Linked DNA regions of Mus musculus: regions 1, 2, 3, 4, 6 and 7 are each linked to region 5. The links are chromatin contacts, called in public HiChIP or PLAC-seq and promoter capture Hi-C maps. All regions are on one chromosome and are shown on one strand. The core of a region is the stretch at or near the end of the contact, and the rest is flanking DNA. Distances in the headings are between cores, read along the strand shown.

The links. Promoter capture Hi-C pulls out the DNA fragments that hold promoters and counts their contacts. HiChIP or PLAC-seq counts read pairs in DNA pulled down with a chosen protein or histone mark.
Region 1: a promoter capture Hi-C map of hippocampal neurons shows a contact between it and region 5, with 5 times the contacts expected there. The contact joins the enhancer-like site here to the promoter of Kirrel in region 5. A contact is called at or near these places in 2 of 39 promoter capture datasets (the C10 cell line and hippocampal neurons), 2 of 484 Hi-C or Micro-C datasets (cortical neurons and hematopoietic stem and progenitor cells), 9 of 115 datasets of contacts at active chromatin or transcription factors (embryonic forebrain, embryonic stem cells, forebrain and 4 more) and 2 of 9 other capture datasets (adipose tissue and liver).
Region 2: a promoter capture Hi-C map of stem cell-derived epiblast-like cells shows a contact between it and region 5, with 5 times the contacts expected there. The contact joins the promoter of Etv3l here to the promoter of Kirrel in region 5. A contact is called at or near these places in 11 of 39 promoter capture datasets (the 3T3-L1 cell line, 3T3-L1-derived adipocytes, the C10 cell line and 6 more), 2 of 484 Hi-C or Micro-C datasets (cortical neurons and hematopoietic stem and progenitor cells), 10 of 115 datasets of contacts at active chromatin or transcription factors (embryonic forebrain, embryonic stem cells, forebrain and 3 more) and 1 of 9 other capture datasets (adipose tissue).
Region 3: a contact with region 5 is called in a promoter capture Hi-C map of embryonic stem cells, with 2.9 times the contacts expected there. The contact joins the promoter of Arhgef11 here to the promoter of Kirrel in region 5. A contact is called at or near these places in 8 of 39 promoter capture datasets (the 3T3-L1 cell line, 3T3-L1-derived adipocytes, the SN4741 cell line and 5 more), 2 of 484 Hi-C or Micro-C datasets (embryonic stem cells and muscle stem cells), 2 of 115 datasets of contacts at active chromatin or transcription factors (bone marrow-derived macrophages and embryonic forebrain) and 2 of 9 other capture datasets (adipose tissue and liver).
Region 4: a contact with region 5 is called in an H3K4me3 HiChIP or PLAC-seq map of pro-B cells, with 5 times the contacts expected there. The contact joins the enhancer-like site here to the promoter of Kirrel in region 5. A contact is called at or near these places in 2 of 39 promoter capture datasets (cranial neural crest and hippocampal neurons), 2 of 15 datasets of contacts at CTCF or cohesin (the NIH/3T3 cell line and large pre-B cells), 12 of 484 Hi-C or Micro-C datasets (adipose-derived mesenchymal stem cells, beige adipocytes, cerebellum and 7 more) and 6 of 115 datasets of contacts at active chromatin or transcription factors (embryonic forebrain, embryonic hindbrain, embryonic stem cells and 3 more).
Region 6: a promoter capture Hi-C map of 3T3-L1-derived adipocytes shows a contact between it and region 5, with 4 times the contacts expected there. The contact joins the enhancer-like site here to the promoter of Kirrel in region 5. A contact is called at or near these places in 7 of 39 promoter capture datasets (the 3T3-L1 cell line, 3T3-L1-derived adipocytes, cranial neural crest and 3 more), 2 of 15 datasets of contacts at CTCF or cohesin (the NIH/3T3 cell line and large pre-B cells), 21 of 484 Hi-C or Micro-C datasets (adipose-derived mesenchymal stem cells, beige adipocytes, cerebellum and 12 more), 16 of 115 datasets of contacts at active chromatin or transcription factors (the NIH/3T3 cell line, astrocytes, craniofacial prominence and 9 more) and 1 of 9 other capture datasets (embryonic stem cells).
Region 7: a contact with region 5 is called in an H3K4me3 HiChIP or PLAC-seq map of neural tube, with 3 times the contacts expected there. The contact joins the promoter of Etv3 here to the promoter of Kirrel in region 5. A contact is called at or near these places in 1 of 484 Hi-C or Micro-C datasets (nephron progenitors), 11 of 115 datasets of contacts at active chromatin or transcription factors (bone marrow-derived macrophages, embryonic forebrain, embryonic stem cells and 5 more) and 1 of 9 other capture datasets (adipose tissue).

The regions. Positions count from the first base shown.
Region 1 is chr3:87,564,512-87,568,264 of GRCm38.p6, forward strand. No RefSeq gene overlaps it. Among named protein-coding and RNA genes, the nearest start is that of Etv3l, 16 kb to the left of the region's middle. Within about 2 kb of position 1,895, at least 226 of the 459 cell types and tissues checked have an H3K27ac peak or open chromatin away from gene starts, as enhancers often do. A contact at or near this core is called in cortical neurons, embryonic forebrain, forebrain and 3 more, where this site is marked.
Region 2 is chr3:87,547,667-87,551,564 of GRCm38.p6, forward strand. Etv3l (ets variant 3-like) reads left to right here and starts at 2,391. Exons shown (of 6, transcript NM_001370856.1): 1 at 2,391-2,569.
Region 3 is chr3:87,615,525-87,619,298 of GRCm38.p6, forward strand. It overlaps Arhgef11 (Rho guanine nucleotide exchange factor (GEF) 11), which reads left to right and starts at 2,035. Exons shown (of 40, transcript NM_001003912.2): 1 at 2,035-3,268. The coding sequence starts at 3,237.
Region 4 is chr3:87,485,870-87,489,844 of GRCm38.p6, forward strand. Gm40085 (predicted gene, 40085) reads right to left here. Exons shown (of 2, transcript NR_168327.1): 2 at 1,152-1,460. It also overlaps a transcript of Fcrl5 not described here. Among named protein-coding and RNA genes, the nearest start is that of Gm40085, 25 kb to the right of the region's middle. Within about 2 kb of position 2,267, at least 54 of the 459 cell types and tissues checked have an H3K27ac peak or open chromatin away from gene starts, as enhancers often do. A contact at or near this core is called in beige adipocytes and pro-B cells, where this site is marked.
Region 5 is chr3:87,173,197-87,176,857 of GRCm38.p6, forward strand. Kirrel (kirre like nephrin family adhesion molecule 1) reads right to left here and starts at 1,341. Exons shown (of 16, transcript NM_001170985.2): 1 at 1,200-1,341.
Region 6 is chr3:87,506,784-87,510,581 of GRCm38.p6, forward strand. The region is part of intron 1 of Gm40085 (predicted gene, 40085); the gene reads right to left. Among named protein-coding and RNA genes, the nearest start is that of Gm40085, 4.0 kb to the right of the region's middle. Within about 2 kb of position 2,443, at least 84 of the 459 cell types and tissues checked have an H3K27ac peak or open chromatin away from gene starts, as enhancers often do. A contact at or near this core is called in 3T3-L1-derived adipocytes, beige adipocytes, pancreatic cancer cells and 1 more, where this site is marked.
Region 7 is chr3:87,523,755-87,527,611 of GRCm38.p6, forward strand. Etv3 (ets variant 3) reads left to right here and starts at 1,824. Exons shown (of 5, transcript NM_001083318.2): 1 at 1,824-1,905; 2 at 3,504-3,562. The coding sequence starts at 3,517.

The DNA.
Region 1 (3,753 bases), core at 645-3,144, 390 kb after region 5:
GAACTATGCTAGTCTCAAACTTGTAGCATTCCACCAGTTTCTGCTGCACAAGGGCCGGGATTACACATGTGTGCCACCATTCCATGAAATGCCATACATTTCTACTGTGCTTATATATGCACTGCTGTCATAAGGATAGGGACAGAATAAAATTACTGGGTGAAAAATCATGACACTGTAATGGCTTCAGGCACATATCACTCATCTGACTTCCAGAAAGGGATATGTTGTTTAAAACTACATTTATGCACCACTCGCTATGAGCCTGACTGTGGTGGTTGGGATGAAAGTACCCCCCTCCCCATAGGCTCATACATCTGCATGCTTAGTCCCCAGCTGATGAATTGCTTAGGAGGGGGGCAGTTAGGAGGTGTGGCCCTATTGGAATAGGTGTGTACTTGTCAGAGGAAGTATGTCACTGTGGTGGACTTTGAGAAATTAAAATCCCATACCAGGCCCAGTCTTCTCTCTCTCTCTCTCTCTCTCTCTCTCTCTCTCTCTCTCTCTCTCTCTCTCTCTCTCTCTCTCTCTCTCTCTCTCTCTCTCTCTCTCTGCCTTCTACTAGAGGATCAGGATATAAAGCTCTCAGCTACTGCCCCAGTGCCATGCCTGCCTTTGTGCCACAGACAAGCCCCCAGTTAAATAAACATTTAACTTTATAAGAGTTGCCTTTGTGTCTTAGTCAGGATTTCTAATCCTGCACAAACATCATGACCAAGAAGCAAGTTGGGGAGGAAAGGGTTTTATTCAGCGTACACTTCCACATTGCTGTTCATGACCAAGGAAGTCAGGACTGGAACTCAAGCAGGTCAGGAAGCAGGAGCTGATGCAGAGGCCATGGAGGGATGTTCCTTACTGGCTGCTTCCCCTGGCTTGCTCAGCTTGCTTGCTTATAGAACCCAAGACTCCCAGCCCAGGGATGGCACCACCCACAATGGGCCCTCCCACCCTTGATCACCAATTGAGAAAATGCCTTACAGCTGGATCTCATGGAGGCATTTCCTTAACTAAGGCTCCTTCCTCTGTGATAACTCCAGCTGTGTCAAGTTGACACACAAAACCAGCCAGTACACTTGGTCATGGTGTCTCTTCCTTGCAATAGACCAGACCTGCAGCATCCTAAGTGCTTCCTATATGTCATTCCAACCAATGCTAGGGCTTCGGGAGGCAGTCCCTGTTTTCATCCCACTGTGCAGGTAAGGACAAGTACGGAGAGATGAAACCTGCTCAAGCAGATTCCTGCCAAGTGGCAGAGGTTGGGTGCAGACCCAAGCAGTCTCTTTACAGTCTGCCCAGGCATGCCGCTTCAGCGTGCCAACTACAGAGCAGAGACTTCCGGTGTACTCACCAGCAGCCCAAGACCCATTCCCTCTACCTGCACAGAAAGCACAGGCAGTAAAAAGGGGGCTCTTCAAGCACTAGTCTTTGTATGGCTCTAATTTGACAGCAAAGAAAGGCAGCAGTAGGTGATGCGCCCCATAGACTATAGAATACTAGGTCCTTTGCTTTAGAGGCGGTCCATGGTCCTAGAAAGTCAGGATGTCTTAATCCTTCTCTCAGGCTCTGCCTTCTCTCCACCATCTCCACGCCCTGGCTGCTCATGTACAATTCATCAGCTTCTCTGCCAGCCTAATGTTGCAACAGTGCAGGGAGAGGCAGCAGAGGCAGCCCTGAGCGGCTCACAGAGCTGAGCAGCCAGCTTACATAGCACCAATCACAGTCAATTACACATGGTGCATTGTGTTTGCACCAATCACAGCCCTGCCTCTTTCCATGGCACCAATCACAGTCAGTAACACATGGTGCTTTGTGTTTGCACCAATCACAGCCCTGCCTCTTTCGCACCAGCCACAGCAGTCCCTCTGTCAGGCCACTAAAGGAAGTTCTGCCCCTCTGGCCTTTGTGAAAAGGGTTGCAGGGTCATCCAGAGTTCACTGGGGCTGGTGACAGCGACGATCCAACAGCTGCAGATTGAGAAATCAAATAGCCCCATCCCGCAGGTGTCTACTTATGTACTACAGAATGAACACCAAGAGTGCTTCCACGGCTTGGAATTGGTGTTAACAATGATTTTGACAGGCTTACTAGTAAGTACATAATGCCTACCGAAGGGCAGGGTGAGTTCCCTTTATCTGTCTAGCTGGTGTCCTATTTAGGGTTGGTTACTGTTGCTTAAATGAAATATCGTGACCAAAAGCAATTTGTGGAGGAAGTCGTTTATTTCATTCACATTTCCATATAACAGTTCATCACCAAAGGCCGTGAGGGCAGGAATTCAAGCAGGACAGGAACCTGGAGGACAGAGGCTGATGCAGAGGCCATGGAGGGATGCTGCTTACTGGCTTGCTCAGCCCTCTTTCTTACAGAACCAAGGACCACCAGCCCACCTATAATAGGCTGTGCCCTCCCCCATCAATCACTAATTAAGAAAATGCCCTACAGCCAGATCTTATGAAGACATTTTTTTAGTTAAGATTCCCTATTTACAGATAAGTCGATACAGTCTGTATCAATAACAGATTGATCTAACAAAATTATTTAAAAGAAAAATGTAGACAAAATAGTGTGAGGATGGTACTAGATGTCAAGAGAGAAATTCCTGCATAAATTCATATGGACTCCATCATATACCAAAAGTCTAGAAAAATTAACAAGAACTAACATGAGGAGTTACATGTTGGGAAGAAGGGGGCAGATGTGAGAAGTGGGCTTCTTGTGAAGTATAAGGCTATCCTGTGTTTATTTCTGCTGGATTTAGTTTTTTTGAGATAGAGTCTCATGTAGCCTAGGCTAGCCTCAGACTCACTAGGTAGGCAAGAATGGTCCCATGTAGCCTAGGCTAGCCTCAGACTCACTAGGTAGGCAAGAATGGTCTCATGTAGCCTAGGCTAGCCTCAGACTCACTAGGTAGGCAAGAATGATCTCATGTAGCCTAGGCTAGCCTCAGACTCACTAGGTAGGCAAGAATGGTTTTGAACTCTTCCTGATGCCCCCAACTCCACTCCCTGAGTGCTCGGGTTATACATGTGTGCCGATCACACCTGGCCTCATCACGTGCATACAAAATTACAGTAAAATGACACTTTCCCCTGCCAAAACCACAGCACACAATTACGAGAGAAGGCCGGCAGAGTATCGCAAAAGTACGCGTGAGGCTTAAGCAATAATGGCATTGTATTACGAAGCTGCCGTTCTGTGGTAAGGTTAATTATAAAGACGAGTGTGTCATACTCCTTCCTTCCTCTGTGCCCTTTATTATCCATACGAAGGAAGTGACAGCCAGGTCCACACATAACCTCACACCTGCTTCTAACACAGAGGTCCCCACCCTCGAACTTAGACACCTGCCGTCAGGTCCACATGTTTCACTCATTAGTCTAGCATGCACATGGGGACTGTGATGCTCATTCTCGAAGCGTGGCAAGCTCTCAGGCGCCTCAAGGCTGTAACTCTATGGAGCAAGCCAGCAGCATGGTCCACGCAGACAGCAGAGGCCGAACCCTGAGAACCTGGCAATGCCCGTCAGCCTGAGTCCATCTGAGGCTGACTTTGCTTCCCATTCCACATCCCCTTTATCGACACCTCTAAGAGATGGGGATTTAGAGGACGAAATTTCAAAGTTTGATTTTGGAGTCTGTCCAGGAAGCAGGCCTGAGTACCACCCACAGCCAGATGCTTCCGAGGTTAAGAATTTTGCAGGGAGCCCCTACTAGTTCAAGCCATAGCTGAAAAGATTTGAAGGAACTTCTTAAA
Region 2 (3,898 bases), core at 1,141-3,640, 380 kb after region 5:
GGTCATTGGTTTTTGTTTTGTTTTGTTTTCAGACAGGTTCTCATGGAGACTCAGCTAGCGTCAAACTCAATATGTAGCCTAGGCTAGCCTCAAACTCAATATGTAGCCCTGGCTAAGCTTGCCCTCCTGATTCTCTAACCGTCATGTCTCAAGGCTGGGATAACAGGTGTGGGCCACCAGACCTAGCTCACTTTGTTTGGAGGTTTTTGTTTTTCCCTATGGTTCTAAGGATTGAACCCAGGGCTTTCCGTATGCTAGGCAAACCCTCTCCCACACAGCTCCTCCCCAACATTATCTTTCCTCTTTATTTTGAGACAAGATCTTGATAAGTTCTACAGGCTGGACTCAAAACTCACTGTGTAGGCCAAGGTAGCCTTGAACTTGTGATCCTCCTGCCTCAGCTTCCCACAGTGCTAGGATTATAGGCATAAATCACCACACTCCACATATTTTAAACCATCTTAAAACCCCCAACCAAGTTGGCATTTTCAAGTGTACACTTGAAATCTCACCTGGATGCTGAGGCAGGAGCATTGTCATGAATTCAGAGCCAGCAAGGGCCATACTCAGCTAGGATGAGGTCCTGTTTCTAGAACTGAAAAAACATGAATGTATTAACTGTGTATGGAGGCCGTGTGAGAAGCTGGGTAGGTAGGTGGATACAGGAGGGGTATGGGTGCCTCCTGGTGTTCTGCTCAGTGACAGGGCCCATTACCCCAGGACTCTGCCCACTTTGCTTTTATCTTGTAGAGGAAACAGCTGGCCAGCTGAGAAACCACCTTCAAGCCCAGTGCCTGGCTGGCTAGTCCACATATAATGACATGGATGGAGCAGGAAGACAGAGACACTGGAGGCTGGCAGCAAGGAGGGCTTCCCTGTCGGGTGTCCAGGAAGATGAGAAGAAGTATGCTGGGGTGGTGACCAAGCAGCAAAGGAGAAGAGATGGAAATACTAAGAAGCAGCCAGCCCCCCTCTCCCCACCCCCCAACTCTCACCCTGGCCTCAGCTTGTGTTCTGTAAGGGACTCTGCACTGTAGTAACAGAGCCTGAAGAGCAGCCTCCTGTCTATGGTGGACAGGAGGCCCAGGCTTCAAACTCTTAAGTGAATGAGCGTAGGTGGGTGATGGCGAGCAAGGGGCAGGCCAGCCTGCTGCACTGCAGACCCAGCACCTACGACAGACAGCAGGATGCTAACTACATCTCCTCTTCCCTTCACCGTGTGTCTCCTCTTGCCCATCACTGTGCGAGGTTACCCTTCCTGCATGGCTCTGGCCTACGGAGCCCTGCCTTCACCAGGACCCTCCCTCCCTCCCTGAGGCCCAGCTCTTGTCTTCCATCAATCAGCCCCTCTCCCACCTGTCCATCACGCTAGCTTCGGTTGATTTAACCAGAAAACAAGCCCAGAATGTAATTCCGTGCCCTCCATCCCATCTCCATCAGCTCAGAAGGCAGTATGCTGAGGGGTGGGGGCATGGCCTCCCAGAGTCAGTGAAGACAGGAAAATCATACTGATACCAACAACATCCATCAGCCTTCTCCCTGCTTGGGGCTGGAAAGCTGAACACAGCCCTGACAGGCTCCAGGGTGGCTTGGTCCCAGGTATCAACCTGAGATCCTGTTCCTTAGGCATCTCAGCTAAGTTCTCATCTCCTCCCCAAGATGTCCTGGGAATTCTAGCCCTTATCTTGTTCCTCACTGAGCTGTCTGATACTCCTGTAGTCACTGTCTCCTAACTGGCTTAGTCTTTAGTTGGAAGTTCTTCCTGTTGTCTAACTTCAAGTCAAATTAGTAAGGTCTTAAAAAAATTTTTTTAATCTCTAGAACCATAAGAGAGTAAACATATTATGTGCCTTTAAATCTTTAGAAAAATGACCTTGAGTAACTATCATGTGGAAGATGGGACTCACTGGTGGAAGAATTTGCCTAGCCATGTCTCCAGTACTAAGGAGTAAGTAAAAAATAATATACTTTAAAATATATTTCATCTATATCATTTTATTCTAGCCAAAGAAGGAAAGTTACAGGTTGTGACAATCTGGCACTAGTGAGTGAGTGAGTGAGTGAGTGAGTGAGTGAGTGAGTGAGTGAGTGAGTGAGTCAGTGAGTCAGTGAGTGAGTGAGTGAGAGCGCATCTCAAGCAAAGGCTGGAGTCACGTTTAAGTCTGGGAGGTATGAGGTCAGTTTTTAGATCTGAACTCCGATCTCCACAGAATGCTACACAAGAAAGAATGGATGGCTAGACAACTCGCAGGACGTCCCAGCAGGTCAGTAACCTTGAGAAGAATTGAAAAGGAGGAAGTGTCCCTAGCAGGTACTTTAGGAGCCAGCCACCCCACAGGAAGAGCCCCTACTCTGCTGCAAGGTGGACACATGTGTGGGGTGTCTGTATAAGGCATCGAGCCGTGCCACTGGCTCTCAAAGGGTTAATGGTGCTGTCTGCAAACGACCTTGGCTCCCCTGGGAGCTTGGAGATCCCCGCTCTCATTTTAAGTAACCCTAACGCGATGAGCAAGGGCAAGGAGCGAGTCAGAAGGAACCAGACTGCGCGCAGAATTGATGATCCAAAGCGGTAAGCCATCCTGGCAGGTCTGAGACGGGGGCTCCTCTGTGCACCCGGATATGGAGCCAGTTATGGGACAGTTGGGAAGTGGGGCGGAAGGAGCTGAAGCCCACAGGTGTGGCGAGGCTTTTCTTTCTCCAGAGGAATGGCACAGAGCTGGAGTTGTGTGCTCAGGGCAGAGAGCTTTCCGGCATCTGTGGGAGGATGTCACAGGGACACTGGTTCAGTGTAGCAGGGAGTTCTTCTATGAAGGTGGGGCCAGTATCTACTATCTGGAACAGACAAGACTCTGGGGTGAATGATGAGCAAATAACCAAGCTCTCAGCCAACTTCTCATCCTGCTAGCCTTGTGGGTCCTTAGGAGCCATGCCCCTGCCCAGGCTCATTGCTCCAGGGCACGGGTTGGGGTGGGGGTGGGGGTTTCGGGGGACGACGATAGTCGGGTCGGTCGGGGGTAAAAGGCCAGTTGTTGAGGCTGACTGGGGAGCAGATGGAGGCAGCCGAGTTGGGGAGCATCACGGAGTGGGTGGAGACAGGACAGAGAATTCCTCCTGAGCCTGGCAGGATGAACTAAAGGGATGCATGCCTCTGGTGGGGCAAGAGGGTTCTGCTCCATCCACCTGCCCCTCTTCCTTTCTCACACCGTTTCCCAAAGTACTAGGGCCAAGAATCCTGACGTATGAGAGCCCTTATGGTAGTGAGCACAGATGCAGGCTAGAGAGGCAGGTGCGATGCCAAGAGAAAGTTTCAAACTCTCTCCAAGCCCTGGGTCAGGGTCGGGGTGGAGGGGGTTTGATCTCTCTGGCTTTGTCAAAGGACAGTGGAGCCTCCTGGGCATAGAGACTCAAGCACAGAATCAGCTGAGAGAGCTTCAGACTTGATAGAAAGTGAAGGGCTCAGGTCTAGCCTGGAGGTCTGGGCTAGATGTAGACACGGGATTGGTTTTTATGGACGGAGGCCTTGGATGCTGGGATGCAGGGTTGCGGGCTACCTCTGCTTGCTGCCGGGTTTTCCGGCTGATCTAACGCCCTGCCCTGGGCAGTGATGAGCTCACCCAGCTCAACTGTTTGCTGGAACTTTCATCTCCTGCCTGCCTTGCCCTGCTGCCCCCTTAGTGCCTGCTGCACGGGATTTCTTGTTCCTGGTGGGGAGACTAAGGGCCGGGGTGGGATGTTCGGGAGGCTTCCCTAAGGAACATTGGATAAGAATATGATGAATGAGACCAGCACTGTGGGAAGAGAGTGGGCACCAGAGGCAGTTGTGGAAAGGGAGCAGCCCAGGGTAGGGGGAGACAGAAAAGGGCGGGCAAGAGGCAAAAGTGGCAAAGCCCGCCACACA
Region 3 (3,774 bases), core at 785-3,284, 440 kb after region 5:
TGTGGACTGAATGGCTACTGGATTCTTATTTTGGCCCTCCATTGGTAAGACAGCTACTGTTGGACCACAACCAGTAAACCAGTCTAATAAATCCCATATGTGACTGCTCAGAGATTGTGGGCAGCCTGAGATACTTAGTGAAAACACTATCTCAAAACAAAGATACAAGCATCTGGAGATAAGGCTTAGTAAAAACATGCATGGCAAGTACAAGTTCAACCCTACTGTGTGACAGACATTTCCTGAGAAGATGTAACCAAGTATCTACCCACTCCAGAAAGGGACTAAGAGCAGAACACAGTATAGAGACCACCACAGTCCAATTTGGGGAACCAATGAGTCTTATTAGGGCTGCTTACAGAAACGTGGGTAGGGTCTTTCTTATAGGAACAGAAATGACTTAAAGACAGTAGCATCCCCAAAGAGCATCCCACCAAAGCTGGAAACCTGGAGCACACTGCACACTCTACAGCAGCTCACCATACTGTAGTGTTCTCTCTAGGTAGGTAGCTCAGTTGTTCTGAGCCTCTTCCAGGCTGCTTAGCTGGTCTTAAAGTTGGATTGTCTGAGGATGATTCTAAATCGTTCTTATTGATTACATATGCTTGGGGAGGGAGGGGTCTAGTGAATCTAGTCAGTTTCAGGAACCTTCTGAAGCTGTTTTGAGTTTGTACTTCCTGTCTGAAGGAGCTTCTCCACGGGATAGCATGTTTTACCTCTCCTTCGAACATTTTGCCTAAAAAATATGTTTCGCTTCCCTTTTCATATCCTATGTCTTATAGGATTTCTCTCCAAGAGAGAAGGTTCTGAGTGGAAACTGCTACCCAGCAACCCCCTAGAACACACATAAAGAGGCTGAGTTTGGGTGGCTGTGAACTTGCTCTCACAATGCTGAGAAGGGTAAGAGGGTGGCACTTACTCACCAGCCATTCTTGGCCTACTCAGCAAGCTGGGGCTGTGGAGAGAGACCAGGCTCCAGAGAAGGGGTGAGGTTGTTTGGCATTTGAGGAAGAATGCCACCCACACTTGTCCTCTGGGCTCCACAAGCACACCTGTGGAAGAGCGCAGCAATTGTTAAGGTTCAGATGGCAAGCACTCAGAAATTTCAAGAAGTTGTTTCAAGAGTCACAGTGCTGCTCCCCACGGTTATAGAAACAATATCAACTCCAATAGCTCTAGTGGTAGAGGTCAGTAGTCCACCGTCCTCATCCATGCGGAGATGGGTTTTTGCTGGTGCCTCTGCCTTTAGGGGTTTGTACTCCTAGAAGTAACCCCAATAAATCCACTGGCTGTTGAGAACAGGCTTCAGTAAAACTGTTGGTGCACTATCTAATGTTAACAGATGTCTGGTCTCACCAGGAAGTCACATATTACACACACACACACACAAAATAACAAAGTGTATTCATCAACCTGTACTGGAAAAGTCTCCTTTTTACTTCAATCTTTACTTCTGACTTCCGACAGTTACTTGAAGAGATTTAGAAACCGTGATTTCACGAAGGGGGTGTGTGTCATCGAAATAACATTGCCCTGCAAAGGCTTTTGCATTGAAATTAAAAGGCAGAGCCATACAAGATACCCAAGCTAAATCGAGTACAGCCGCGAGGGGAGAGACGGTGGGTGCTCAGAGGGGCGAGGGCACAGCTAAGAGGGTTCCTGGTAACTTGGAAAGGAGCGCGACAAATGAGTGAAAACGGGCAGAGGAGGACGGGACCGCAGCGAGAGCGCAGACAGAGGCGCGGCCAGCGGACACTGCGGAAACAAAGGTCGAGTCTCTGGGACAGCAGCACCGGGAGCAGCTAGGCCGCAGCGCGCGGACCGGGGGCGCGCGGGGCTGTGAAAGGGCGGGCGGCGCCAAGGAGGAGCCAGCGGCCGGCCCGGGCGAGCGGAGTCCGCCGTGGCGGGGCTGTGGCGAGGCGGGGCGAGGCGGGGCGGTGGCGGGGCGGGGCGGAGCGGGGGTGGGGCGGAGCCGGCCGGCGGCAGCGGGCTTGGCCTTAGCGAGCGAGCGCGCGCGGGGGCGGGGCCGGAAGCGCAGCGGCCGCGACGCGGACGCCGGGAGCGGCCGAGCGGGGAGGCTGTGGCTGGCGGGCGGGTGGGCACGGAGGCCGAGGCCGCGGCCCGGGCTCTCCGCGCCGCTGTGGAGGGCGCCCTGGCCCTAACCGAGCCGCAACAATACTAGGAGCGGGTCGCCGGACACGATCGGCGGGCGAGGGGGAAGCGGGACTACCGCTCCAGAGCGCTGCGGCGAGAGAGACTTTCGGAGCCTGGACGTGCTGGAGCACACAGAGCTGACTGAGGAAATTGTCTGAGAAAAAGGCCGATCTGAGGCTGGGTTAGGTGGAGGAACCTGCAAGTCGAAAGGGAAAAGAAGGTTTAAGATTTCCTGGGGGTTTGGCCAATGCTACCGTTTTGAAGGTAGAAAGCATTGCGCTTCAGGTGTTTTGTGATTGTTGTGTGTGTGTCTGCACAATTGGTTCATTTCAGAATTCAAAAACCTTTACTGTAGAAGAAGATGGTTGTTTTGTTTTGATTTTTAAAAGAAATCCGCAAATTTTGCTTCCCAGGGCTGCACTGGACCGTGTTGTGTACATACTGCTGTGTGGTTTTATTTATTTTAACTGTGCAAATCGTCTGGAAGATTTTTCTCCCAAGTGCCATTTCGGATTTGTTCAGCCTTTTTGTTTTGTTTTGTTTTGTTTTTGTTTTTCCTTCCCTGGAATAATTCTGCTGTTGGCATTTTAAGCATTTGGAAACCAGAGATTTTTTTTTTCAACCTTTGGAGCTTAAGGCTTCCCTGTCAACAGAAGGACAGCTGGGGAAACTGGATTGAAAGGATGGCTTTTATCTGTCTGCAACTAAGACTGATATTTTGAAGTCAGATTCTTTCTGTGGTTCAGTTTTTAGCCCGTAGGGCTAACCTTGAAGAGATTTGTGGTTAACAGTTTGGTTTCTAAGAAGGTCATAGTTTTTCCTCTCTTTTTTTCTTTTCATTTTCTTTTTTAAGACGAGGGAGGGGAAGGTTAAGGGTGAAGGAAGGAGGAGACCATGTTAACCGATAGAAGCAGAATAGCACTGCAGTTACCAGGGTCCTGACAGCTGGAAGAAACAAGGATTCAGTCTTCAACTTGGGAGGCCTTCCTCTCACCTTCCTTCAAAATTGCAAGGGACTCAGGCCTGATCAAGACGCCCAAAGAAACTACAGGATTCCAGAACTGTGGAGACACGGAGAAACCATGAGCATACGGTTGCCCCATAGTATAGACAGGTATGTTTAAATAATTGAGGATTTTTTTTTTCCAACACTTATTAAAATGACTGGGGGGGAAGTGTTGTGTTTGCCTGGCTGGGCTGTGGGATAGATAGGCTGTGGTCTATGAGGACTGTCAGTGTGTCAGTATATATGTTTCTGTACCCTCGGTGTGTGTTCATGTTCAAAATGTACCCCATAGTTGTGTGTCCTTTCTAACCAGTAAGCAGTGAGGCTGAGAGGAGGGGGTGATGCTTGCTGTGGCTTTTACCTTACACCAGGTATAAGGCTCACTCTGAGTCCCCCAGCTTGCTAGCCTAGGGATCAGGTTGGACCAAACCTGCTCATGTGAACCCACAGGGCTGAGTGGGGACTAGCTTTAGCTATCTGGGGAGGGTCGGGGGACGGCTGACAGGGCTGGGAGCCTCCATGAGGCTGATAGTTATGGAATGGTGGGGCACAGTGGTAGGTAGGGTGGTTCCCATTTAAAATGAGGAAGATGCTGTTGCCTGAAATGTTGGGAC
Region 4 (3,975 bases), core at 1,017-3,516, 310 kb after region 5:
ATTTCCATCAGCCTTATGCTTTCTTGAAACCACCAGTTTGTGGTTTCTTGGACATCAGTCAAACAATTATTTTTCTTAAGCTCTTTGTTCTTGATTTCAGCAAGCTGGTTCTTTGTTTTATCTTTAAACTCCTTGTGCTCTTTGAGGAAGTTTATAATGGTTCTTTCAAATTCTGTGTTCTGAGGTTCATCTAGGTAATTCTCATTGTTAAACATTTCTACAAAACGGGTACATTTTAGAGAGAAGATGGTGGTTTGATTCTTCATACTGTTATTATTGCAATGAGTAGAGCATGTGAACTTCCTTTGTTAGTTCAAGTTTCCTATGGACAGAAAATGTTGGGGTGGAAGGGAAGATGTGGGTGCAGGTTGGATCTAGATGTTAGAAATGGCTTAGTGGAATTGAAGTCAGGTAGACAGAGGGAACTGGGATGGCATAGAAGATGTGTTTCCTGTTCCAATCATGGAGTGATGGGTAGAAAGGTTAGATATGGCATGGTAGAGTCCTATAGTTTGGGGATATGTAGTGAGAGGATCCTGCCTAGGGATCTTTTACAGTGAAGGCAGGGTATGTCGGTGGGAAGGTTAAGAGATCAAGGCGAAATCCTCTGGACTGTGGAAAGGGTATAAATGGGAGGTCAGGGATACACACTAGGCTAGACCCTTGAGGAAGACATGGGAAATCTGGATATTTGGGGAAGCCTCATCTTCACAAAGATGGGATATCTTTTGAGGTTGTAGAGTTGGCCCAACAAAGAACTGGGGACAGGGGCTTTGGGTAGGTCAGATTTCAGCAGAAACCTAGAGCTTGGCTGTGGTATAGATTGTTTAGTCAGAGTAGGCCAAGGCACAGAATGTGAGACCCAGGCTAGAGCCTGGAGGAGGACATGGAAAGTCTGGGTGCCTAATGGGGTAGTGTGGAAAAGACTTATAGTGGATCTATTCAGTTTCAGGTAGCACAAATTTTGATAGAAGCCTAGATGTTAGCTACAGTGCAAGCAAGAGTCTCTAGTCTTCCATTTTCTTTTTTTTTTTCCAAGCCCAATGCCCTGAAGACAACATTGTATGTAACTATAGTTCAAGACCAGAGGCTGGCTCCTGTTCAATGTACCAGGTTAAGCCACTTACCAAAGAAAGCAAAGAAAAGTAAGATGAGAGGCAAGAAAATATTTTATCAAAACAGTTGTTTAGAGAGGCACAAAACACTGGAGCCCACCTTCATGGTCCTGGCATGAGTTTTAACATTAAATAGAGGAAGAATTGAGGCAGTGATGAGAAGCACATATAAGTAAGCCATCTTGGTCCAAGAGTGTTCCAGTTACTCATTCTCTACAGTCTGATTCAGCCATGTGGCCCAAAGAAGTCCTTCTTGCTAAGGGAGCAGTCTTGTTCCCCATGAGATGATTGCTCCTACTTAGGCTATCTCATGATGGAATGATTTGTTTGTAGGTTCTGATGTGTCTGGAATACAAGATGAACACAGATTTAGAATCTTGATGAGGGTGTGGCAGCATTCTTTGATTACACACATCTTTGTTTCTTTAGCCTTGAAGAGAACTGAGAGTATTATCATTTTTGAGACAGTTTTAAGCCTGCCTTCTGACTGGTGATTCTCCAGCCTCAGCCTCCCATGTCTAGAATTATAGCAATGCATCACACGGCTGCTCAGACAGATGTTCCTTCGGTAATTAGCATGCCCAAGTTAACTGTCCAGTTAAGCATAAAGTTTGAAGGAACGGGGTCGGGGGTGGGGAACAATAAAAACTGAAGTCCCAAAAGCTAGACTTTCACTCAGCTCTGAGTCACCTTACAGGCCCCAGAGAGGAGTTGGTGCTTTTCATTAAGAGCAATGTCTAAGAGCCTGTTATAGATTCCCTTTAATATATTTCACCTGCTAAAGAGCATCCAGAAATGGAATGGTCTCCATTCTGTCACAAAAGCTCCCTATTTTAAATGACGCTGAAGAGCTCACTGATCATTCCACAGCCCTATTTCACAAATGTGCTCTATCCAGTCCACTAAGCTGCATGAAACTCACTGGATGTTCATTGCTGGCTGGGGTTCTTTGTAATACGAGTCAAAGCCTTCCTACCATTCAGCTCATTAGCTCTTACTATTTTGTTTCTTTTCTTTTTGAAAACTTCATACAAGAATACATTCTTGTGTGTTGAGCATTCATTCCCCCACCCCCACCCTCTGACTCAGTGCTTCTTTCTCACCAGTCCCCTGATAGTTTCATTTCTCCTTTCACAACACACACACAGACACACACATACACACAATGTGGTTCAGTGACAGAATGCTAAACGAAACCAACCACATCATATTTGCATAGGATCTTTTAGTTCTAGAAACTGTTTGTTCTTTTATAAAGAGGGTTTTCATTGAGTTTCCTGAATCTGAAGGCTGAGAGTCTTTTCACTGGGAGCTGGAAACTCCTCACATACAAGAGTCACATTTGTTCCTTTGAGCCTGTGTCTTACTCCACAATACATACTCTCCTGAAGGTGGTCACCTCCTCTGGTTTTTAGGGTTTGCTAAGAACCATTATGAAATAATTCCCAGTGTGTTAACATTTCTTCTAGGCTCTGCCCCACAGTTACCAGGCAACAGCCAGGTATGTCTGACTCATTATAAAAGGGGCTACTTGCCCCCTCCTCACTCTCTTGCTCTCTTACTCTCTTGCTCTCTAACCCTCTTCCCTCTCTGTCCCTTCTCTCCCCATTCCCCTCCCCCATCTCTCCACATGTTTATGGCTGGCTTCTTCTCTTCTACTCCTCTATTCTCTCTCCCTCTCTCTCTCTCTCTCTCTCTCTCTCTCTCTCTCTCTCTCTCTCTCTCTCTCTCCCTCCCTCCCTCCAACCCTCCCTCCCTCCCTTCTCAACTCTCAACTCTCTCTCAACTCCCCTCCCCATGCCCTAAAATAAACTCTACTCTATACTATATCCATCGTGTGACTGGTCTCTCAGGGGGACGGGATGCCTCAGCATGGGCCCACAGAGGCACCCCCTTCCCAGCACCATACTGTGCCTCTACCAAACATATCCCTGACTTCTTTTTCTTTTCTTTTTTTTTTTTTTTTTTTTTTTTAATGAAACACAACACCCAGGGCCAGGCAGCGTGTCAGAGAGGAGGAAGAATCAATACCCAGGAATGATAAGGAGGTTTTCTGCACACTGTTACTCTCATCCAACTTTTTCATATTTTATAGGAGAACAGGTGATAAAATGTCATGCATAGATTTAAGACATACCCAGGCCCTGAAAAGGCTTCTGCTTAGTGGCAATGAACCTGGAAAGGAGCCCCTGAGCCAGAAGAGAAGTGTACACCAACAACTCTCCTTGCTCACTGGAGAAGCCCAGGCCAGTGCAGCCCTCTCCAGCTCAGACTCCAGAGTCTAGCTGACCCCTCTTTCACAGCACAGCTTCAAGACAGTGTTACCTCCTGTGTTTCAGGCATGGATACCACAGTGTGAAATCCTCACTTCTCTGCTCCAGGTCTGACATCTGTTTCCATCCCTTTCCCCTTCAGCCTCAGTCTTTCCCTCTTGAGAAGACATAGGGCCTCACCCCTTTTGTAGCCTAGAGTGCCTGAGCTTGGATCCTCAGCCTCCTCTTCACTGTAAGCTAGTTGCCTCTCTCCCTTCATCCTGATTTTGTAAATGTTAACAAATATTAAATGCTCTGAAGAAAGGCTAGAGAGATGGCTCAGTGGTTAAGGGCACTGACTGCTCTTCTAGAGGTCCCGAGTTCAATTCCCAGCAACCACATGGTGGCTCACAACCATCTGCTTTGTAATCTGATGCCCCCTTCTGGCCTGCAGGTATGCATGCAGATAGAGGGCTAATAGACATAAAAATAATATCGAGGGATATTAGATCTTGTCACAAGCCTTTTCTGCCTCTACCAAGTTGACCATGTGATTTATGTCCATGAGTCTATTTAATTTATAATATTTATTGATTTATTATATTCTG
Region 5 (3,661 bases), core at 91-2,590:
CCTGGGGCTCTTTCCATTCTGCGGCTTCTCTCTTTCCAGATCACTCACCCACCCCAGTGAGAGACCACCTCCTCCATTTTGAAGACTGTAACATCTCTGTAGGCGCCTGCCTATAAGAATGTCTGCCCCAAGTTTCTTTGTTTGCTCCATGGCTGGGGTGTGTGGAAGCAATTCTGTGTGAGTGAGTGCTATGTCCTTTGAATGTAGGAAACATGTATGTACAGTTTAAGTTTGATGCCAGGGTATAACTAGGCAAGTGTGTGTCAGCTTAGAAGAGGAATCTTCCTTCTTCAGAGGTGTCAATCAGTGTCTTTGTGTATGTGTCTGTCTCCATGTGTGTGTGTGTGTGGGTGGTGGGGGGGTCTCCTTAGGTGAGTAGTCTGTCTCCATGTCTCTGTTGGAAGCTATCTGTGTGTCTGATTTCTGTGCTCCAGTTCAGGCGAGGGGCTCGACAGTGTTAAATCTTCCTTGGAGTCAGTCTCAGGAGGCAAAAGCCTTTTCCTGCAGACCCCAGGCCTGGCTGGGGTTTGGACCCTTGGTTCCTTCACGTGCATCCAGCCCAGTGTACCTGAATGCACTCATCTCTCTCCCACTCTTCCTACCAGCTCTGCCCAGCTAGTTCCAAAGGAGCCTCAGAAACCTGCACTTTTCTGACCCGAAGTGAGTGCCTGGCTCAGTCAACTCCCCTTCCCCTGAACCCAGACAACCCTGGTATCTAGACTTCTATCTCCCACCCACAACCTCCAGGGCGGGGGACCGAATATAGCCTTCCTTTGAGGGGCAGCCCCAAGCAGTATGCAGCCGCACATCAGATGAAGGTGACTGTAGGCTGGATTGGGGTAGCAGGATCCCTCAGCCTCATCTTAGGAAGCCTGCGTCTGTGTTTTCCACGCACTCCGCCCCCCAAATCTGAAATCAAATCCCATCTCCTCCCAGCCTTTCTCTTGCCCAGGACCCAGTAGTCCGGCCCTGGGCCCAGGAAGTGGAGGGATGGAGGAAGGACCGCCAGGAACTGGAGGAAAGACTTTGAGCACTCCGATCCCTTTTCTACTCGGATCTCGGCTTTTGCGACCTAAGTTCTCTGTTCTCCCGCGCAGCCAGAGGAAGCAAGTTGGGCCGCTTCACCAAGAACTCCTCGGTGTTCTCCCGGAAACTCCACGCCCGTTCCCTGGACTCCCTAGCCCGCGGCTGGGGCTTACCTTGTGAGAAAGTGTTGTAGAGAGTGAGGATCCAGATGAGGAGGCTCAGCATGCTGTCCGCCCGCCGCTGGGCCCCAGTCGGCGCGAGCGGGGCCGCCGCTGGCTCTCTCTCCTCCCTCCCGCCCTTGCACACAAGGCGCACACTCGCTTGCCTCTCTAGCCGCCGGCTCGCTCCCCTGGCCCCTCCTCTCGTCCCGCGCCCCCTAATAATTTCTGCCCTCCGGCTTTATCTCTCGGGGCCTCTCTCAACCTCCGCGCCGCGCGCTCTCTCTCCCTCTCCCTCTCTTCCCTCCCCGGCTCCCTCCCTCTCTTCCTGACGTCTGCTCTCCCTCCGACGGCGCCTCCCTCCACTGCCCTCCCCTGGTCCCCCAACGCGCGCGCACACACTCGCTCCGCTCGCTGGAACCGAGATGGGAGGAGAGCAAAGAGAAAGGAATTGAGGGCAGAGGCAAGGGGTGGGGAGGGGTGGGGAGAACGAGGCGTCGCAGGCTCTGGAGCAAGGACCGCTGGGTCCTGGCCCACCAGTGCTTGGTGCGAGACCTACTTTTACCCCCAGTGGTGTAACTGAGCCGGGCATGGGGTGGCAGCCAGGACTGAGGACGAACCTTCATCAATTTGGATGACTGTGTTAGGAGGGGTGTGCTTCTTATGCGTCTGGGGGATGGGGGTGTAAAAGCTTTAAGATCTCTTCTTCGTTTTAATCCCAAACCCCAGAATCTAACCCTAGATGCCTAAATTAAGAATTCTCAATTAACTCGAGAGTGTTGGAGAGGGAGAAGCTCTTCTTGCCTACAAATCTCAGGCTGGAGAAATCTTGACTGTCTTTGAGCCCCTTCTGAGGGCTTCAGCCAGCCACATTGAGGCCCGCCTCAGCGCTGGAGTCCGTAGCAGCCATGAAGAGGCGCAGTTAACTCTTCCTTTGTTCACCCCAGACATTTATCTATCCGGAGGGAAAACCAAAGAACTCGGTGGCTTTCTCTTGTGCCTCCCCGAAGGCTTGCTACAGAAGGCAGCCACTGATCGATCTCTAAGCACTCAGGAACTTGAGGTGCACTGGGGTGAAGACATGGAGAATCGAAATAGAAGTGCATTCGGGTGGGTTCTCCAGTCCAGAACCCAGTGTAGTAGCCACCTCCTCTCCCAATCCCTAAATACATCCTTCTGCTCACTGGGCTGCTGAGTGTGGGAGAAATAATAGAAACACAGGAATTGCACAACTTTGCAATTACGCCCATCTGGAGAGGCCTCCACCTCTTCCTTCTCATATTCTAGATCTCCTGAGTCCCTAAAAGCTCCTGGCCAAGATAGCTTTATCTTCAGGCTTGGAACTAAGGCACACAGCTCTAGTGCCCTCTGCTGATATGAGATGGGCACAGTTTCCTCAAAAAATCTTGACAGTTAGATTGAGTGAGTGGTCCAGACGCAATCTGGAACAATTAGAGGGCACAGAAACAAAGTCAAAACTAGCCAGCTAACCAGTCAACCAACCAAACTAACAAACGACCCATAAGTTCATATTCAAAAGCATAATATGACTCAGAGTTCTCTTTATGTTAAAAATATTTGCAAGCATAGACAAAAACCAAAATTTTAAGACAGGGATATCTAATCCAGAGATTAAGAATACCACCCCACACAGAGACAAGCATCCATACAAACACATGCACTCAGACATGTTAGGGTTTTTAGTTTATTCATCAACTGATCATTCAACAGGTATTGCTTTGGTACTTGATATGGTCCAGTCACAAAACCAGTCAGATTATAAATGAATGAATGAATGAATGAATGAATGAATGAATGAATGAATGAATGAATGAATCCGAGTATAGTGGTGCATGTCTGTAACGCTAGCTCAGGAGACAATGGCGGAGAACTGGCTGGGCATCATGATTCACACCTTTAGTCCCAGTACTTGGGAAGGAGGAGGCAGGCTTATCTCTGTGAGTAAAGGCCAACCCGGTCCTTTTAGGAAGATCCAGGACAGCCAGGGCTAAAATGAAAGCCTGTCTTAAAACAACAGCAGCAACAACAAAACACACAAACAACAAAACCAAATGTAATTGTAAGTTCAAGAAAAACCCAGGAACTCAGCCTATATAATAACACCCTGAATACACACAAGTTCCTTCCTTTTAAAGGTTCACTCAAAGAGAGGGGTGGGGAGATTGGTCTGTGGGAAGTATAACGTACTAGATTATGTTTAATGTTACGGGTAACAAAACAAAATACAGGAATAAAGAAGGAAGAAAGGGGCAGCTTTTCCTATAACTGGTCAAGGAAAGCTGTCCTCTTTGACATTGAGTATGAACTTATGGGTCGTTTGTTAGTTTGGTTGGTTGATTGGTTAGTTGGTTAGTTTTGACTGTGTTTCTGTGCCCTCTAGTTCCAGATTGCGTCTGGACCACTCACTCAATCTAACTGTGAGCATTTGACATTCACCTCTGCAGGCATTTGAGGAC
Region 6 (3,798 bases), core at 1,193-3,692, 330 kb after region 5:
TATAAGAGAGGGTGGAGGGGGTGAGAATAATCGGATTGTGTTATATCCATATATAAACCTCAAATAATAAATTTAATTTAGAAAAACAAGCAGCGCATAAAATTACAAAAGATTCTGATTGTTTCTTCAAACCCCATGATACCCACAGAGAGAGTGGAGGAAGAAAAGAGGGAGAGAAGAGAAGGTGCTAATACCTTGTGATAGGACCTCAGTGAGAAATGGGGGGTGACGGGGGGGGGGGTGTTTTGTTCTTGTTAAGGAAGGAAGTCTTAAGTAGACCTCACCGGCTGTGGACAGGAGAGAGAACGAAACAGTAAGACTGGGCTCTGTCTTTGAAGCCCCAAGGAATGGAAAAACTGGTGCCAGAAGGGCTTAGGAGCAGGAAGAGAGGTGACAGATGCTACATAGAGCAGGGAGGACCCTGAGGGAGTTGTCCAATGTCCATGAGACAGAGTAGGAAGGAGCCCTGTGTTCGTGCCAATGGCCCGCTAAATATGCAACTCATGCGATCACAGTCACTCGGTCCTCTTCTCTAGCTACCCACTCCACAGCAACAGGACAAGACTGGTGTTGTGATCAAACTTGAGAGTCCCCAAGGCAGGTCCAGCCACCCTCCTCAATACATCAACTAAAAGAGCAGAAGGGGTGGGGGTATTCATTGTGGCTACACTGGAAAGAAGGACAAAGAGAGCCAAGGAATCTTCTCAAGTCTGTCTTCTGGGTCCTGAAATAAACTTCAATTTTAGTACCGGGTCAAGAATATGAACATCAAAACAGGCAAGGTCAAGGTGTGGTCCTGCCCATCTCTGATCCATTCTGTCCAGACTTCGGTCTCATCTTATAAGATGGTCTGACAACTTTGTTAGAACTGTGTGAGATCTCTTTCTGGGGGAGACAAGTTTCTCCCCCCCACAAAAGACCTGAGGTTTTTGTTTGTCCCAGTATGAGACACCTGGGGAAACTCCCATTTCTTTAGAGTCGCTCGTTCCAGTCATCTGATAGGATAGTCAGACGAGAGACACAAGTATCATTTTAGAATATCTTCATTTCTGCCAGGCCTAGTACAGTGAGAGAGAGTCCTGTGGTACTGAGTGAAGAGAGTAAGGGAGAAAAAAAAGAAAGAAACGATTGTCCATGTGTGACCCAAACTCAGACCAAGCTTAGCTGTCACGGTTACATTCTGAGGGGTCAAACTCGAGAAAAAGCGGTTATTGTGATAAGGTTTAGGGCATGCATAACCTGTGGCTGCGCCTGTCTTGACCGTGGTCCGTGAGGCCACGCTGTACCTTTAGTTTCGTACACTGTGTTCTTGTTCACAATCCAGAAGAATAAATTGGGTGTTTCTGAGATTTTAATCTCCCTCCTTAGGGTTATTTCTAGGTAAATCCCCAGGTGTCCACTGAGGTGTGAATGCTTTTAGAATCCTCTTACTCGATAGTGACAACTGTATATCTCACTACTGAATCACTTCGATGACTGCCAGTAAACCGGGACATTCTCTGGCCACATCTTCTGATTGTAAGTTACCTACACATATCACTGGGTGGCTCCACCTTCCTCCACCTGCTGGCTGTACAGAGTCCAGTCCAATCACAGGGCTAGTGACTGAGCATGCAGAATACTCCACTAGGGGGCGGTAGAGGCTCGGGGATTCCCTTCTATAACACCCTTCCGCTTCTTTTTTCTAAAGATCCAGACTCCAGTCCACCCAGGGTTTCCCTCACAGTCATTATTCCTCTTTGCATCATTTTTACCTCTGCTCTAGAACAGGCGCTGGAAGAGCCTACCCTCTAAGAAGAGGTTTAGAGAGTAAGTGGCCTAGAGGGTGGCATGGCTGGCTGATGGGACGGGGAATGTGCTCTGTCACCAGTGTTTTCTGCTTCGTCCTCCCCAAGGGCTATCGCTGGCTCTTGTTCGTCCCCTGCTGCGTTTGCTGCCGGAGGTCCCCAGAGGCTCATTTAGAGCCAGAGAGCTAAGTGAGGCATGGGTAAGAACAGAGACTGAGAGATTAAGTAAGAGTCCTGGAAGAAGAGGCTCTTGATCAACCGCCCAATTAATAGGGTCATTCCTTCCAACGCAGCCTCGCTAAGGAGAAACAGCGCCAAAAAAGACCAGTTTCCAGACACCCTCCTTCTTGCCCATGATAGGTCAGAATTGGGCCACACGTGGACTGTGCGCACAAACCTAGTTTCTCTAGGACAACTGGATTTCCGTAAGCACGGAGGATGAAATGCTCGTGTCTCCTTACCAGCCCCAGGATTTCGGATGACACGAGTGTTCAACTCAGGAAAGTCAACCATCCTATCTCACGGCATGGACAGGGACCAGGGCCAACCAAAGCAAGGCCTGGGAGACAAAAGGTGGAGCAGTCTCTCTCTCCTGTCGCCCTCTAGCTCCACTTCCTTCCCCTGAACTTGGCCTTGCCCTCCAGCCTCAGGGACCCAAGTCCCCAAGTCCAGATAAGTAGAGGTCAGAGTGTGTCCCCAGCTGACCAGGGAAACAGGCCTCTCCCCTGAACTTTGGTCTTGCTTAGTACCTGGGCAGCAGCCAAGAGTCAGGCTTTCCCTCTCCCAACTCAGACTTCCTGCTACTGCGGGCTGGGGAAATCCCAGACGCTAAACTGTGCCTCCCCACCCAGAGGCCAGGTCCTGAAGGCAGGGAGGGTTGGCAGGGAAGGGCCCTGGGAGATGTGGGTTCTAGGGATTACAGGAACCAAGGGAAAGGAAACCCAAGATGAAGATAGTTGGCCTCCTTCACTCCTTGTTCTTATGAGGATTTGACCAGTGCCAGCCACCTCAGGGGAGACCACTGAGAGCTGCTGAGGGCCAGTAGAGGGAGAGGGAGACGGCTGGGAAACACAGGGAGAGAATGATGTCTATTGAGGAAAAAAAGATCCAGACTGGCTGAGATGAGGGACCCTCGTTCCCCACACTGGGAGCTGGTCCCTCCTGGAGTAGGGGGAGGGGAGTGTCATTTACATGGAAGCCCCTCACCCACCCACCCCTCCCCCACTCCAGAGTAGCTGGGCTGTGGAATGGCCCTGTGCATGTGACAGGCTATTCTTTATCCTTTTCTGTATAGATTTGGGTCTGGACCTTCACAGCAGCTGTGATAGGCTTTCTCCCATGCTCCTGAGATGCATCAGTGGACTGTAGCCCAGCTAAGACCAGCAGTCTTCTGCTCCATTCCCCACTGCTTGGCAGTTACTGCCCTTCCTGGCCAAAGTGAATCCAGGACAGACACCTGGACCTTGGGTCATAAGTCAGTTCATGGGTAAGAGACTGAGAAACTTCCTTTCACAGTATAGAAGCCTAGCTCCATCTCCCTACACTGAACCCATCTGAAACCTACCTTCATCCTCCCTTCCCTTCCTCCTGGAAAAAGCCAGTCTGGAAGCCTCCATACCACCTGTGGTACCCAGTCCAGGCGGATGGCAAGCCCCTTTGGCCCCCAGAGCCTCACCACTAGTCTCCACACCTTCCAGGGGTCAGCTGGTGTCAGGTGCCAGTTCTGGAGAGATGAGTAAGACACCAGCCTCGCCCTTGGAGGGGGTTACCACAGCACAGCGAAAGTACTTTGCCAGGAGCACAAAGGGCTTCATCGGTGAGAACCGTAGCTCTAATTTGGGGCTAAGCAATGCAGTCTGCCCTGTTTCTGTCTGTCCTCTCTGAAGGGAATGCGGGGCTGGCTCTCTGGCTGCCGGCTGAGTGGTCTCACACAAGTGTCCCCCACTCCCCGTGACCTGTAGGATTCGGGAGGATTAGATTTCAGTGCCAGCACTGTTAGCTCTCATACACC
Region 7 (3,857 bases), core at 574-3,073, 350 kb after region 5:
GTGCTAGCCGTGCCCACCTAACCCATGAGCTGAAGGTTGGCAACCTCAGTTTCTGAAGAAACCGCTCATTCTGATCGCCTTGGTTTCGGAGTTGACAATGACTAAGGTTTGCATGAATGGTGTGAGACTTTGAGGATTCTTATCAGTCTCAAGATCATTTTCTCACCACCTAACCATATGCTATATTTACACTGTGCCATCCTCCGTCCTAAGTCGTAGAACATGGTGTTCACACATTAAATATCAAGGAAGTACTTATTGTAATCTCCTACGCAATAAGATACTACTAAACATCTAAAGGTGTCCACGGGAATACTCCAAAAATACTACATTCAAACAGAAGAGGAAGTGACAGTGACTACTTAACCGAGGTAACAAAGCCCATCAGTAGTTGAAGGCAAGAGGACTAAAATGTTATGTTCATTTCGCTCGGTGGTTCTCAGCCTTCCTAATGCTGTGACCCTTTAATACAGTTCCTCATGTTGTGGTGACCCCAACCATAAAATTATTTCCGTTCCTACTTCATAACTGTAATTTTGCTACTGTTATGAATTGCAATGTAAATAGGTTTAGACATAGGGGCTTACTAAAGGGGGTCAACCCACAGGTCGAGAACTGCTGATTCGGCTAAACCCTAGCATTTGTTCTGTAGACCCAAACATAGAAAATGGTGTTCTAGACTGGACAGAAGATGGAAACCATTATAAAGCAATTTCTATGCTCAGAGTGCTCATATTTCTAATCCTCTCAATGGTATTTAAATTTTGTTCATTTTACTGACTTTCAAACTAGAAGGGGCGGGAAAACTAGACCTCACCAACACTAGTCCTTCCTTTTTAAGCAGGTAAGGTAACCTTAGGCCATACTGAGTACTGAACTTATCTCAAGACCTCAAGAACTATCAATTATTAGTCTTGCATTGTGACACATATCTTTAATCCCAACAAGTGTGAGGCAGAGGCAGGCAGATCTCTGTGAGTTCGAGGCCAACCTGGGTCTCTACATAGTGCTTTCTAGGGCAGTCAGAGATACATTGTCAAGACCTCTGGCAAAACAAACAAAACAGTAGTAGAAGCCAGAAGGCCAGTTGTGGTAGTATATACCTATAATCCTACACACACAAGTACAGCATGAGATAATTACAAATTCATTGGCCAGTCTGGGAAGGGAGGTGCTAATAGGCATATCCAAAGCTAGAAGCCAACCTTTGATACAAATCATGGTAAGACTTCCATGTTCTGTGTCGTTCCCAGGAGGGAAAGGTTGTGATTGCATAAAGTTGTTGCTACGCACTCGTGCACTCGATGAAGACTTCAATTCTGCCTCTCATCTTCGCCTTCCCCCACTTTTCACCACTTTTCACTCTCATCCACTTAACCTTTACTGGTCCCAACACTGCCTCTGGAGGGAAACTAGGGCTGGGAACCATTTGGAATTACGGAAGCTGATTTCACATCCCTTATCACTAACTCTTGAACAAAATTTGTCTGGGACAAAATTGTAATTGCTTAATCGGGAACAAAAGGCAAAGGGAAAGGGAGGGGGGAGCGGTGTTTGAATGGCAAAGTCGTGCACGCTGTAACACTTGGACGAGGCAGATCAGGACTAAAAATGGAACAGTGCAAGGCAAGGCCAACTTCGCACGTGCCTCTGAAGCTCCTGTGCTCCTGTCAGCGCGGAAGAGCCTTCCTTCTGCAGAGGGTTCCAGCCCCGCGGCCTCCGAGCCACGGAGGGGCACCGGTACCTTCTGGGCGGAAGCCGTGCCGCTCACGACACCGCCCCCTCCCACCCTGGCCCAGAGTGGAAGTGACGAAAGCCGCCGCGGAGTCACTTCCTTCTGGGTGGATGAGGAGGAGCCCGAGCTGCCGCGGAGGAGCCCGAGTGGAGACGGACGGCGCCGGAGAGGTGAGACTGGTGGCGTCGGCGGTCGCGGCCCGCGCGGGCAGGACGGAAGGGACGCGGATGAGGGCGGCCGTGGAAGCCGCTGCGGACCAGCGGGAGCGGCGAGCCCCGCCGCAGGCCGGGAGGGTGACCGAGCGCCCTGGGGGAGTCGCGAACACCTGCAGACGCGCCTGCGGGCTCCGAGGGGCTGGATGGGCACATCGGGGGCCGGAGGATCGAGGAGAGGGTGCCCGGCTCGGGCGTCGGCCAGCGCGAGCCCACGGACACCAGGCTGAAGGGTGTTCTGGAGCAGGGAAAGGGCCCTGCGATCCGACAGCGCAGGGTAGGAGTTAGTCCCGGACAGTGTCCCAGAGCCTTGGAGAAATCGGTGTCTCTTCAACCCCATCATCACGGAAATGGGAGAGGAAGCTCTGCCCAGCCCTGGTGCCTTGTTACTTGTGTATATCCTGTGTGTGCCACTGTCTGTCTGTTGCCTCTTTCCTTGAGCCATTTGTCAGCTCCTGGATCCCGAGGGTTGTCATGGACTGAAACTTACTGTTCTCCTTAGTGTATTTGTCGTCAACGAAAATGCAGAACACCTAGAGGAATTCTAGGTTAGATGAAATTTCCAAGATTAGGAATTTGTCCCACCCCACCCTGGGGCCTCTGAAGCACCTGCAGTTGCTCCAGACCTGCTCTGGTTGGTGCCGGGGGCTGTCCACCCTGCAGGGTAATGAGAGTAAGTCAGGTCTCTCCTCCTCCGTCATTCCCGGTCAGTTTCACCCTCTCCTCCTATTCGCTGAAGGACTGACACAAAGCTGTCTGCTGCTGGGAACGGGAAATTTATTGAGGAACTATAAATCTGCATGGAATGAATTCAGATCCTAGCAAGATGCCTTCCTCCACCGGCCAGGCGATCTGAAGTACCTACTTTACCCTTTTTATTTCCCTGTTAAGTAGATGGCATAACATTTTTTTTCACAAAATTTTAGGAAAGTGACATGTTTCTTGTATGGAGTGGCTGTACACAGGACATGTTTACTTTCTGTATCTCAGAATACTGTTGGAAGGTGAGCCCAGTTTCTGACTGGAAGATGTCCTTCTCACACAATTCAAGAAATACGTAGGATCGGATGTTCCTTTTTGAATAGGGGATTTGGATTTTTTTTTTTCTCCCACTTCTTAAGTTGGTGTGTCTGGGTGAATTCAGGCTTGTGTATCTTGGCATCTGGGCTTGTCTACCAACAGAAAACAAACTGTGTGGCTTGCTTTTGCTGCCGTTTTGGACTTCTTTCACTGTTCCCTTCCCTCTCTTATGTCGGAGGGTCGGTTGGTCACAAGGAAGAAAGCAGATATTAAGGACAGTGTTTACACTTTGCGGCTAAGGTCAGGTGAGAGATAATTATGGCTTTTGAGGTGGATGACCCAAGGACCATCATTTGAGGACATGAGGATTACTAGTTTAGAGGTGACATGTTTGAAAGGTTAAAGAAGGCTTTGAAACGAAGTAAAGGCAACAAGAAGGATGTTGGGGGGGGGGAACTGTGACCCTCCCCCCCAAAAAAGCCTTAATTAGATAATTCATAACATCTCAAAATAGTAGTGTGACTTGTCTCTCTCAGCAGGAGGGCGAAAATGAAAGCAGGCTGTAGCATCGTGGAAAAGCCAGAAGGAGGTGGAGGTGAGCAGAAGTTCGTCATCGTCGCTGATAGATCTGGAATGTCCCTTGGTGCTTCCTGTTCTCCCTACTTGGGCTTAGTTGACAAATGCTAGACCACGACCGAAGGTCTCACAGCTGTCTAGATCTTGGTAGAGTGGCTGTAGGCCTGTTTCCTATGAATAAGCATATAGCTTTCGCACCCTACACACGTTTACTGCACGTTTTCGTGTCTGGGGATAAGGTGCCTTCTGCCATATGTCCCTAAAACATTAGTTTATCTTTCTTCTTTGTTCCTTTTTGACCTATCGTGTCAAAT